2 separate regions of the Mus musculus genome follow, and region 2 is linked to region 1. The links are chromatin contacts, called in public promoter capture Hi-C maps. All regions are on one chromosome and are shown on one strand. The core of a region is the stretch at or near the end of the contact, and the rest is flanking DNA. Distances in the headings are between cores, read along the strand shown.

Region 1 (2,517 bases), core at 8-2,507:
CGATGCGGCGACCTTGCCAGTGTACGTGAGAGGGGACCGTAGGGGAGCTAGGCCCATACTCGAAGCAAGCGCTGAGCTCGAAGGCCAGGGCCGAGCGCACTAGACCCACACCGCCTGCGCGCTCCGGGGCCGGGTGGTACAGGCGCCCATTGGCCGCCAGGGGTAGCAAGCGAGCCGGCTCGAAGGGTATCGCCAGCGCCTCGCCACCGCCACAGTAGGAGAGACGAGGTGACTCGCTGTCGGAAGCCAGGAGGTGCGTGAAGACCACTGGCCGGTCTTCACAGCGCAGGAAGTTACGCTCTCTGCCGCAAAGCGAGAGGAAGGGGAAGGAAGCCTCGTAGCGCCCGCTGTGGTTGGGTCTCAGACGGGAGAAGAAAGTGACCAGGAACTGCAGGTCTGTGGGAACAAAAGGCACGATCATGCTCGGTGACCCAGCTTCCCCGACACGCTCCTTTTCCTGGGAATACCAGCACTGGCACGAGACAGCGGCCCCCCCTCGTGGATGGTGCCTTCCCTCAGAGTCGGGGAGCCGAGGCCCTGAAGGGTAGAGAGAGACACGAGGGAGCAGTGCAGTAAGCAATACCTTTGAAGCAGGTGATAAAGTTCTTCATTTTGGAGTCATCTAGGAAAAGCTGCAGAAGGGACACAGTGGACAGTAAGTCCTGGCAAGAAAGCCGGTGGTGTTCGCTGTCCTTGCTTTTCTGTCTAATGTGTTCAGGGGGGCATGTGGAAGGGCCCTGCGGACTCTCCCCACATCTACAGACAGGTTTCCAGGGTTGCAGCCCTCACCCCTTTTTCTACAGCAGGTTTGACAGCCGCTTGTCCCTAGCAATCGCGAGCAAGCACTCGGCTCTGGGACTGCTGCTAGGACAGGCTAGTGTGCGCGGGATTACGATGCGGTGAAAGCGGAAGGCCCCGGAATTAACTCTTCCAGCCTGGGCTTTGAAAGGTTCAAAGCCACGCGTAGCACCTATCCCAGGTCTCGCCTCTAGAACTACTCCCCACCCGGTGCCGATGGATTCCGCAGTCCCCTCAGGTCTCCTCCCTCTGTCACACGCCAGGCACACCTGGCCTTGGTGATCCACATAGTAGAAATACTCGCGGGTTCTGGGCTCCGGGCTTTGACCCTGTGTGTAGGAGACACGCTCGACCCCACTGCAGGTCCGAGCTCTCTGCGACCTCGCCAAGACTAGAGCCAAGTTACGCACTGCCCCACTAGGCGGCCACATTCTTCCACACCGGAAGCGGATCACACAGTGTTGTGCCTGGGGCTTTGGGTTCCGCCGGCAACACGTGCTCGGAGGGGCGGAGCTGTCTATCCCGCCCCCGGAAGTAGCTGCCAGACGTGGACTCCCCCGCCCCCTTGTCAGAAGTAACCTGAAAGAAACACAATCAGCGAGTGTGCACTTGAACTTTATTCACACGGAGCACTGTCCCCTCGAGCCACACGTACGAGGGAGCGCCTGCGGCCGAGAGGCCCTGGAGAGAGAGGCCAGGACCTCCGCATGACGGGACTTTTGTTTTTAATAAATAAAAACTCTAAAAATATATATATATAAACAGGAGAAATGAAGTTTGACAACTGTTGGAACTCAGATTCCAGAATGGAAAACGCAAACGAGTCCAGGCAGGTCTCATCCACGCGCCGCCCGTGTGTGGAGTTTGGTCAGAGGCCGCGAGGTCAAAGGAGGGTGGTGCTAACTTGCTCAGCGCGAGGACCGCAATGGCAGTTCAAGAGCTAAATAGCATCTGGTTAAAACTATGTCCTTAGCAAACTTAGTTCTGTCGTTCTATTTATATCTTTATACACAAGTAGGCTGGGTATCGGATAGATTCTGTAGTCAAAAAACAAAAAACCTCTCGCCCTCCCTCACCCGCCCCAAGAAAGCCTGCCTAGCCCTGGCCCTAACCCAGAGGGCTTTGGTTTGGGGCCTCCCCTTGCACAAAGACCTATTAGGCATCGAGCCGACGGAGCCAAGTCCTAGTAGTGGCCAGCACAGCTCTCCAGAACGCCTCTAACTCTCCTTCTGGCCCCAGCCAGAGGCCCCTAGACTAGGGTGGGAGGGATCAGGGCGAGAGTGCCTTGGTGGAGGATTGCCCTGAAGAGGGGACAAGGTCCTGTTGCCCTGAGCAACGCGGTATGTGCTTCAGCCGACCAGGAGGGCAGTGTCGCTCGGCTCCGGGAAACAGAAGGCACTTCTCGGGGCTGGCTTGCGACTGGCAGGGCGAGCCGGTACCTGCAGGAACTGGCCGCGAGATATGGCGCGGCTGCTTGGCCCCGGGAGGGCCTAGGGCGGGGCCGGCGTCTGGCGGGGCCTGGCATGCTGCCTCGCGCTGGGGCCTTCCCTCCCACCTTCCCGGGTGTCACCCTAGCAGGCGTCCATAGCCCGCGTGCTATAGCACGCCCTCCATGAAGCTGGTATCTAAATGCTGAATGAGCACTCGAAGGAAGGACATCTCCTTTCGTGTATTCTCGAAGATGACGCGAGGATCATCCGACTGGCAGCGCAGGCAGTT
Region 2 (2,517 bases), core at 8-2,507, 2.1 Mb after region 1:
GCCAGATCGGAACACAGGCTCTCGAGAGTGTGCCAATACTCTTGCAATATGTAGATATTAGCCACCTATGGTTTCATCTTGAGCCTCAGTTTCCCTCCCTCCATACTTCTCTCCCTCCCTTCTTCCTTTTCTCTTTCTCTCTTTTTTCTTTCTTTCTCTCTCTCTCTCTCTTTCCTTCCTTCCTTCCTTCCTTCCTTCCTTTTCTTCCATTCTCTCTCTCTCTCTCTCTCTCTCTCTCTCTCTCTCTCTCTCTCTCTCTCTCAACAGGATCTCAGTATGTAGCTGGAACTCATTATATACACCAGGCTGGCCTCAAACTCAGAAATCCCCCTGCCTCTGGCCTTTGAATCCTGGGCTTGCCAGTTGCGCCGTCACATCCAGTTTATGCAGTGCTGGAGATCAAACCCTGGGCTATATGCATGGTGGACAAGCACTTTACCCACTCAGCTTGTTCCATGCAGTTCCTCTGGAAGCGTGATATTTTCTGGTGCTGGAGTTCCAACCCAGGGCCTTGCACTGGCTAAATCACCGCACATGCTATATCGTTGGTCTGGGCCCTTCCCCCAGCCCCTGCCCTACAACTCTCATCTTTATGAGACTCAGTAGAGGTCGGCAGTAATAATTAATACGACTGTTGCTGTCCTCAAAGAGGGAAAGGAAAGTTCTGGCCCTGAACTTGGTGGTGACAGAGAGACAGACAGCTTCAATGCTAAGGGTTTGAGAGATTATCCACCAGTTTTCTTCTTTTAGTTTTAGAGACAGGGTCTCTCTACATAGCTCTGGCTATCCTGGAGCTCACTCTCTATAGACCAGGCTGGTCTTGAACTCAGAGATCCTCCTGCCTCTGTCTCCCTAGTGCTGGGATTAAAGGCATGTGTCACCAGCTTGGCAACCCAGCTTTCTTTTTGGTTCTCCGGGAGAAACTGACACAAAGAGAAGGGTGGCAATAATGGACCCCAGAAGCCGGGTGGTGGTGGCACTTGGGAGGCAGAGGCAGGTGGATTTCTGAGTTCAAGGCCAGCCTGGTCTAAAAAATGAGTTCCAGGACAGCCAGGGCTACACAGAGAAACCTTGTCTTGAAAAAACAAACAAACAAACAAATAAATAAACAAACAATGGACCCCAGAACCCCCCAACCCACACACTCTAGCAAAGACACATGAGCAGAAGGAAGTGGGTGCAGAGGGCCAGCATCCTCACCGACATGGTGACAGCTCCTGGCCACAGCTCTCCCAGTTGCTCCTAGAGGTTTGTGCTCAAGGTATCCCCTCTTGGTCAGGCTTATAATCCCAGAGTATTACACATTAACCACCCCGAGGCCATAAATAAGGACTTTGGACCTTTATCTCCTAATATCACCCGGTCTGTATATGCAGGCACTCACTCAACAAACAGGAAGATGGCTCCTCACTCACTCTGACTCGATCGTGAGCATCCCTCTGGCCCCGCTTCTGGCAATTCCTACCAGCCTCCGTGGTCAGTACTCCACAAAGCCCAAGGGAGGATGCCCTAGTGCCACCCCCACACAAACCACAAACACCCCGATCTTGGCAGGCCATCCAACCTCTTTGCTGAGCCCAGCTCCTACAACCACAAAAAGACAGGCTGGCTCTGTTAAAAGATGTCCAAGCTTCTAATTTTCAGTGTGTCTGTGAGTCATTCAAAGACTTTTTTCTCCCTTCTCTCATCCATGCTTTTTCTGATTATACATATAATTTGTTTCTTTTTTTTTCTTCTTGTGAAACAGAGTCTGACCATTTAGCCCAGGTTAGCCTTGGACTCTCTATTCTCACACTTCTGCCCCAAGTGCTGGGATTACAGGCAGGAAACACTATATCTGGCTGCACACATTTTGCTTCAAAAGTGGTAGATTCACATCTAGGGCCAGTGAGATGGCTCGACGGATAAAGGTGCCTGCTGCCAAGCCTAACCACCGGGGTTTGCTTCCCGGAGCTCACATGATGGAAGGAAAGAACCAACTCTTGCAAGGTGTCCCCTCTGACCTCCACACATGGACCATGGCACATGTGCACACACAAATAAGTATAACTGAAGTGCTTAAAAACGGGCGGAAGAAGATGCCAAAAGTCAACTATTCTGCGAGGGCTGGGTGGTTCAGTGGTGTGCTGTATCCTCAGGATGCATGCCCTGTGGCTTCCATCCCTGGCACCATGCACAAAAGAGCTTGGTTCTGCTGGGACACAGACCAAACGTGCAGGAGGGAACCCAAGGGTTCGGGACACTGGGGGTTTCTGTCCTTCGCCCTTTATGCCTATGAATTTTGTGGTAGTTGGGGTCCATATACACAATTAGATACTGTCAAGAGGAAGAAACCTGACGTAGTTCCTCTGCTGGGAGGGAACCTGTGCTGCCCGTCCTTCCAGTGGGTTTGTACCACAGACAGGTCTCTACAGTTGTTTATCCTACTTCATTTGGGAACACTGAGGCTCACAGATCTGCACTTCAGAATCAGATGTCGCTGGCTGTGAAACACTCCAGCTCTCCAAGGCTTAGTTT

Evidence for each region. Promoter capture Hi-C pulls out the DNA fragments that hold promoters and counts their contacts.
Region 2: a promoter capture Hi-C map of pre-B cells shows a contact between it and region 1, with 4 times the contacts expected there. The contact joins the promoter of Lgals2 here to the promoter of C030006K11Rik in region 1. A contact is called at or near these places in 3 of 39 promoter capture datasets (embryonic stem cells, liver and pre-B cells).

Annotation. Positions count from the first base shown.
Region 1 is chr15:76,722,588-76,725,104 of GRCm38.p6, forward strand. C030006K11Rik (RIKEN cDNA C030006K11 gene) reads right to left here and starts at 1,258. Exons shown (of 3, transcript NM_145472.2): 1 at 1,068-1,258; 2 at 584-632; 3 at 1-396. The coding sequence starts at 1,229. It overlaps Arhgap39 (Rho GTPase activating protein 39), which reads right to left. Exons shown (of 12, transcript NM_001168288.2): 12 at 1,398-2,517. The coding sequence ends at 2,395.
Region 2 is chr15:78,854,272-78,856,788 of GRCm38.p6, forward strand. It overlaps Lgals2 (lectin, galactose-binding, soluble 2), which reads right to left and starts at 1,258. Exons shown (of 4, transcript NM_025622.3): 1 at 1,201-1,258. The coding sequence starts at 1,206.